2 separate regions of the Cricetulus griseus genome follow, and region 2 is linked to region 1. A link is a contact called in public Micro-C data. All regions are on one chromosome and are shown on one strand. Each heading gives the region's core, a stretch centred on a gene start, on an enhancer-like site or on the middle of the called end of the contact. The rest is flanking DNA. Distances are from core to core; before and after follow the strand shown. Region 1 holds the start of Pls3 (plastin 3). Region 2 has its middle 160 kb from the start of Lrch2.

The links. A called contact is a pair of places that touch in the nucleus more often than the background predicts.
Region 2: a contact with region 1 is called in a Micro-C map of the CHO-K1 cell line, with 4 times the contacts expected there. The contact joins the enhancer-like site here to the promoter of Pls3 in region 1. A contact is called at or near these places in 3 of 8 Hi-C or Micro-C datasets (the CHO-K1 cell line and fibroblasts).

What each region holds. Positions count from the first base shown.
Region 1 is chrX:33,500,708-33,504,596 of CriGri-PICRH-1.0, forward strand. It overlaps Pls3 (plastin 3), which reads right to left and starts at 1,802. Exons shown (of 16, transcript NM_001246802.1): 1 at 1,760-1,802.
Region 2 is chrX:33,706,885-33,710,773 of CriGri-PICRH-1.0, forward strand. No RefSeq gene overlaps it. Among named protein-coding and RNA genes, the nearest start is that of Lrch2, 160 kb to the right of the region's middle. Within about 2 kb of position 2,192, at least 1 of the 6 cell types and tissues checked has open chromatin away from gene starts, as enhancers often do. A contact at or near this core is called in the CHO-K1 cell line, where this site is marked.

The DNA of each region.
Region 1 (3,889 bases), core at 552-3,051:
ATCCCTTACTGTTTCCCTCATGCAAATCCAAGAAATCCCTTCAGTGGAAGCCGACACACATGGCTCTCTCCCCCTTTTTGTCTTGGTATTTTGGAGAATATGGGCCTCAGCCATTGCATTCCAGTTTTAAAGTTGAAAGAGGTCATGTGACCATTACCCTAGGGGCATCAGAGACTTAAGGCATGTGGTGCCAATCGGCATGTGTAGGACCTCGGCCATTAAGTTGCAATTCACAGTAAACTGCATCTCAGAGATCAATTTTAGGTTCTCAAACACAGTGATATTGAAATGGAGTAAAAGCTGACTGTTTAGTAGGTTTTAACTTCACCTTTATCTTCCAACTACTGTGGCCACCCAATACCCCTAACAGGAAGGGCAATGCCAGCATCCCTCAGGTCTGGTACTACATAGCTAGGCACCCCAATTCATATTCAAGCTAGTCAGGCACCACTGGGGTAGTTAACACAGCTCAAGTGAAAAGCAATTAAGTCTCCAGGATGGAAAGTGTCAGCCAGTCTAGAGCTAGGGCCTGGAGCCAGGCGGAGATTCAGAACCGCCAGCACTTGACCGACGAGCACAGCGGCAGCAGCAACTTTGGGACTGGCGACCCGCCAGGGCGGGGGTAGTCTGTGTCCCCAGGCCTCTCATTAGGTCGCTAAAGTAAGGCGGGTGGAGAAAAGTAAACACAGGCAAATGCAGCTGTGCCCCGGAATGGGGTTCCAGCCACCCTGTTTGCTCAGCCTCCCAGGGATCCCGAGCGGTCCCCAGTGCCACAGCCCGCCTGGAGAGCTCGGGAGCTCTGGGTTACAGAGCCTGAGCAGTTAGGACAGGAGCGGACCGCCAGCGTGTGGCTAGGAGAGAGAACCGAAAGGTACCTCTGGGCTAGCCTGGAGAGGTTCTGCTATGGATAACACACACACACACACACACACACACACACACACACACACACACACGCACACACACACACACACACACACACACACACACACACCACACACACACACACACACACACACACACACACACACACACACACACACACACACACACACACACACACACACCACAAAACTGCTTACTCATAGGGAGACGCGGGCACGGTCCCGAAGCTCAGGGTAAAGGATCTGGAGGGGAACAGGCAGACGGTGGCCAGCCGAGGCCAGGTTCCTTCCCAGGGCCACTACACCCGCTCGGCGTCCCGCCCCTCAAGGAGCCACGGGGTCCTCAGGAACCCTCTGGGTCACCCTCAGCGGTGACTGGGAACTAGCTGGAGGCGACGTAGGCTGCGGGCTCCGGGATTTCCCAGCGGCTGAGAAGGAAGCAGGGAGGGATGGATTGGGGAATGGCAGTAGCTGGGAGAGGAAGGCAGAGGGAAGTTAGGCACAGGGCTTCCACTTCTGGGGCAGTCGCTGCCTTAGGGAATCTGGGTAAAGGTTGGCTTCGGACCGAGGACGCCTGCAGTGGGCAACAAGTTAAGAGCAACTAGAGAGCAGGCACAGTAAATAGCAGAAAAAGTGAAGGCAGCTGGCGGCGATAAGGAACCCTTTGGAGCTGCCACCCATCCTGGTGGCGAAAGATCGTCCTGGAGCCTCAGACCCCAGATGAAATTTTCCTCGGTCTCCCGCTTTCCCCAACCCCCGCCCCCTGGTGCAAGGCGTGTTCCTTCTGAGGTTTCAGGAGATGCTCTCTCCAGGACCCACTCTTGCCCACGCCCAGGAAACCCGCTCCGCTTGTACCAGAGCTGCAAAGCACTTACATAAAGTCGCAGAGTCGAGAGTCGTGGATCTGGCTCTACAGCTCTCCACCAAACACTCAGACAACTTCTGGCCCTAGGAATCTCCGCAGCTGTGGTTCTAAAGCCAGCGCTCCCTCCCCTCCTGCCAGCCCCCTCCGCCCTGCGGCCACAGCCATTGGCTAGGCTGGTGTTCACCAGCGGCCTGGGAACCAGGAAGGGGATTGGGCCATTAGCTTGTCACATCAACTGGGCTGGGAGCTGAGAGAACAGGCACAGGGATGGGCACTCAGGAGGGATGGGAACTGGGAACGGGAACTCTGTGTTTGCAAGCCTGATTCTCCACTCCCTACCTGGTGTTAGAAGTTACTTTGAGTGCCTGACTTGGAATACATGTTTTAGAAAACAATACTGAAATAACTGCAAAGCGGGGAATATGGGAACGTGTTTGAACGTCACTTATTTAAGTCAGCTATGGGAGAGAAGGCGCAGTTTTTCTCTTCATTAGGAAGGTATAGTACTGCATTTTGCTCTGTTCAGACCTGGCGCCAAAGGACTTTGAGGGGGAATCTCAAGCTACTGTCCCTTTGTTTTTGCTTGATATGTTTTGAGAGAAGGTCACACTATGTAGCCGAGGCTGGCCTCAAATTGGTGATCCCCTGGCTCAACCCCCTAGCACTGGGATAACCTCCTAGAGCCACCACGCCCATTTCACCCTAGTCAGGGCAAGTCTCATGTATATTTGGCTCCAGCCAAATAAATTGTTGGCCTAAATTACCTGTCTGGTAGCTTTGTCCTTGAGGAGTAAGAGGTAGGTGAAAGACAGAAGGGTTGGAAGAATCACTTGGTTGGACAGCAAGAGTTACCAGGTCTCCTCAGTGTCCTGTGCCCTGAGAAAACCTGGAGACATGCGGGTCATTTCATCTTCTCCTATGCTCACAGTTCTGCCTCCTTGTCATTGTCAACACACATTTGCCCCCAATATCTGTATTCCAATCCACTGGCTCATCCTAGGTCCAAACATCAGCCCGGAGGCCCAAAGGCCAAGGTGTCTCCCGGAATCGTGTCTAAATCAGTTTGTAGGAGAAGAGTAGAAAGAACTCTTGAGTACTTCTCTGTTCATCACCATTCCAGTCCTAAGTATTTTTGTCGTTGTTGTTCAGGAAGAGTGTGCTTGGGAAGTTTGGTAAAAAATTAAAATTGGCTCAGTTACGTTCTGTGTTACATATTCCAGGGAAGAATTTGAAAATAGAGAAGCTTAAAAATTGGATGCATGTGCCAGACGGCTTAGTGGGTAAAGGCACTTGCCAAACCTGTCCACCTGAGTTCCGCCCCTGAACCCAAATGGTGGAAGGAGAGAACTGCTCTCTAACTTCTATTCATGCTCACACACACACACAAACACGCACACACACACAATCACACACGCACATACACATACAAACACACACACAAATGTACACACACAAATAAATAATTTATTTTAATTAATACAAATTTTATACTATGTGAAATATAAAGATTTTATTATAGAAAGTATTAAAGTAAAATTAATTTAAATAATGTATGTTTTATTCCAATATCTGAAACATAATTAGATGCTTTCATGAAGGTGCTTCTCTATCCAATAGTTAGTGTGAATTTCCCTAGAGAAACTACTCTGGGCATGGTATTTTATACCTGTAACCCCAATATTTAGGCAGGAGGCAGGAGGATTGCTGAAATGTTCAAAGCTAACCTGTGCTGTATAATGAATTGCAGGCAGAGAAGATGATTGAGGGAGGGGAATAAGGATAGGACTTGTAGTGAATTCTAGTTCTTTTTGTTGTTGTCTTTTGAAATCCCAACACTTAGGAGATAGGGGCTGGAGGTTTACAGTCATCCTTGGCCAGCCTGGGATACCAAAGACCCTGGAAAACAAAACAAAACAAAGAGCATTTTGTTCACTTTCAGGTGTTTTTTTTTTTTTTGGTATGTCTTTGTGTGAGCATGCATGTGTTCATCTGGATGCATGTGTGTGCCAGTAAGTGTGCAGGTTAGAAGATCACCCCAAGTAATGTGCCTTAAGAAGTGGTGCCACACACCTTTTCCCCCCTTCTGAGTGTATGAGTGTGCTATGTGGTGTGTATGAGTGTTCACGTGTGTTATTAGGGT
Region 2 (3,889 bases), core at 942-3,441, 210 kb after region 1:
AAGAGAAAGCTTAATAATGTTACATGAATCTTTTGAGCGTGAGTTTAGCTCAAGCTAGACTCGTACTCATTATGTAACTTAGGCTGGCTTTGAATTCATGATCCCTCTAGCCTCCAAGATAACAGCCATGTGCTTACACCTTGTGGAAGCTGATCTTCTCCTTCTACATATGTGGCTCAGAGACAACACTCAGCTCTGAAAGCTTGGGAGTTACACACTGAGACTTCTCTCCAGCCCAAGTTCCCTTCTCTTCAGCTCTCATTTTTTAAATCTAGGAGCTTTGGGGGTAGCAAATGAGATAATAATGTCAAAATACCTTTTTTTTTCTTTCCTTTTTTGAGGTGCTAGGCATTAAATCCAGAGCCTTGAAAGGACTAGCCCAGGACGTATCCTTTGTAGCTAGAGAGTATTGATACTTCAATGATTAGAAAGCATAGTTCGTATTTCAAACCCCATTTCAAAGGAAATCTTACTCAAAAGGTGAATACATACATACATAGAAATAAAACTTAGCTCTTCATGTTTAAGCAAAATGTGTGTGCCCATTTTTCTAGAGTCTGTTTTTTACTCTCATAGCATCTCCGAAATATCCTGCTCAAAACTCAGCTTCCCACAGAAACTCGGCTTGAAAATCTTTTCTGTTTTGTAGTCTACACCCTCATAGACAGATGGGCCCGGGTCCCAGAGAATGATATCAATTCGCCTTCTGCCACCCTCCTTACACAGGGAGAACTGGGAATAGAAAGTACACACTGCGCGCACACAGTCTGGTGATCTATCATTTCTGTGTAATAGTAATTTCAGTTGAGAAGTATTATGTTGAACATAAAGTGTCTAGATACTTTGGATTCATGGATTATGATGTGAAGGGTACTAGTCTAGGCCTTCTGACTTCTGAAATTGTGTCCTTCATGTTGTAAAAGCACATGCCATCCTGTCTTTTACACAGTAGCTGATGAATACATGCCAATTCTTTTCTAACCTTACTGTAAATAAATATTTTAAGTCAGGGAAGTAAAGGAACCCAAAAGAGGAAACTAAACACTTGGCCATAGAATCACAACAGATGGAGAGGCAAACATGGAGTTACTATTCCTACTCATAATTACCTCCCCAATTTTCCACTCTTCTTAGCATCGCCCCCCCCCACCCAAATCATCCAGTTGGATCTTCAAGTCAATGTACAGCTGGCTATGTTCCAACCCCAGGACTCCATCCAAAACTACACCCACACAAGCCATGTGTCTGCTCCCTCCTGGATGTTATTAAAGGAGCTGTTGATGATCCAAACAGAATGGGGAAAATGGTGTTGAGGAAGAAGACTGTATGCCTGGATCCACTTGGTGGAGGCACAATTTGCCTGTCTGCAGAAATTGACTCTGATGAAAGAGAGAATGCTGCCTCCTGTCTTCTCAGGATACAGTCTGTAACAAAGCTGCGTTTGAGTTGCACTTTCTCTGGTCCAAAGCACTTTTGCAGATGCTATCACTTGTGATCCTTAGAAGAATCTTCTGAAGTTCCAGAGTCAAGGTTCACTTAGTTTACACTGCAGCCTAGTATATGCCCGGCTGTGTGCTAAACAAGGTGAATGCCTCATCCTCCCGGCTCAACCTATTGTCTCTTTCTTTCTCCCAGAGCATAGCCTTCCTCCTTCCTGATTCTATGTCTGTGTATGTGTTGTGTTTCTATGCGTGACTGAGTACATGTGCCCGTGTGGAGGCCAGAAATTGCATTAGGCATCTCCCTCAATAATTCGTCACCTTATTATTTTGAGATGAAATCTCTCACTGGTTGGTCAAGATATGCCCAGGACCTTCTGTTCTCCACCTCCCAGGCCTAGCATTGCAGGTGCACCCAGTACCAAAAATCCCTGGCTTTCTGCATAGTTTCTAGGAGTTGAATACTGTTCCTCATGTTTGAATGGCCAAGCACCTTACCTACTGAACTATCTCCCCAGCTCCCCTGATCATACTCTTCACGGGACTTTATCACAATCCAATCCAATGGCAGATTTATTTATTTGTCGTCTGGCTCTTCTGTTTGCACTGTAAGCTTTGAGAGATTGAAGATTCCAGAGTCTGGTAAAGGGAAACAGACAGGCACACCCAGAAACATAATAAACTAGTGTGGATGCCTCAGCAGAAGTCTGTTTAGAGCAGGGGCCTTAACAACAGAAGGAAGAAATTCTCTTGCTATGTGTCAGAAAGAGGCTCCCTGTGGGGGTTAATCTGAGCTGATTCATGAAGCTCATATGAGGACAATGCTCCCGAAAAGAGGAAAAGAGAAAACAAGAGACAGTAGCATGGAGGAATGGAACAACAGGCTGCCTTCTGGACAATGGGTATTTGGGACATTTCTTGAATGTGTACGATTAGAGTGTGTGAATTACTGAGGGAGGAATTTGAAGTAAACAACTAGTCTGGGCATGGTGTATGGTTCACACCTGGAAATCCAGCCTTTGGGAAAGTGTCAGGAGGATCTCTGAGAATTTGAGGCCAGCCAGGGCAAAATAGTGAGTTCCAGGCTAGCCTGGGATATAGTGTGAGACACTATCTTCAGAAGAACAAAAGAGGAATGGGATTCCCAGAAGGACTTTGAATGTTGTGCTCTTCAATGGAAAGCTCACTCCTTTCACAATGAGAGGCTCCAATGCTGGAAAATGTCCATTACAGTGAAAATAATCACCGGCTACTACTAATAATTTCAGTATTTTGTATAGTTTTCTGTGTTTTCAAATCTTTTATTATAGAAGCATCCATATATGAAAAAGTAGGAAGAATGCTATGATGAGCTTAGGTATAGTCATTATTTGGCTTCGACGACTATCTGTGCATGCCAGTTAGTCTCCTGTTCTGTTATTCTCTACTTTCTGTTATTAATTTTGTTGTTGTTGGCCTTGGGCATCTGGCTTAGAGCTTAATGCATGCTGCATTGCTGAGTTTCACCACCATCCCTATTTTCTGTTGATAGTTACGGTAACATAGAGACTGGGTAAGTTAAGACAGGAGGCTCAGTTTGGCTGCTGGTTGTGGTCTAAGGTTGAAACTTCATAGCTGGTGACAGTCTTCCTTCTTTGCACCTGTAATTAGTGATGCCACGATGTAGATTGTAGTTAGGGTCTTGCAAATGACAGGCAGATGCTCTGGCATGAACTATAAATCCAGGTTAATTTGTTCATCTGTCCTTCTGTCCTTCTTTTCATTCTCTAAAGAAAAAACAATTTAACAGCGTGGTAGTGGCACATGCGTTTAGTCCTAGCACTCAGGAGGCAGGCAGATCTCTGAGACTGAGGTCAGCCTGGTCTATGGAGTGAATTCCAGGACAGTCAGGGCTACAGGGAGAAAGCCTGTCTCAAAAAACAAAAACAAAAGAGAAAAACTATTTGTTTCAATTTGAGTTGGACTTGCTAAATGGTCTGGGCATTCTGTGAACTTGTGATCCTCCTGCCTCAGCTTCCTGGGTAGTGGGTACTGTAGGTCTGTATCATCAGCCTTCTTGCTAGTAGACTTCCAAGGCAGTATGAGACCTAAACTCATTAGTCCAGGAATGAATTAATCTATGCAAGCGGTAGAGTCCTGAGCACCTCTTAAAGGGACTGCCTTGTCCTACCTCGAACTATCAACAACAGCCATTAAATCTCAACATGTTTCCAAAGGACTACATTCCCAATCATCTGTGACTGTATTACAACAAGGAAAGCTATCCTCCCAGACTTAGTGAAATAAAGCAAAGCTTTGATCATAGCCCATCATCCGGGGAACTAAGAATTGGTTTGCTCTGATCCCTACACTATAGCTAGGGTCACTCTGTAGTACTCTGCTGATAAAGGGTTGGCCTGGAGTTCCAAAGGGCTTCATCCTCCACAAGATGGCTTGATGGAAATGGAATA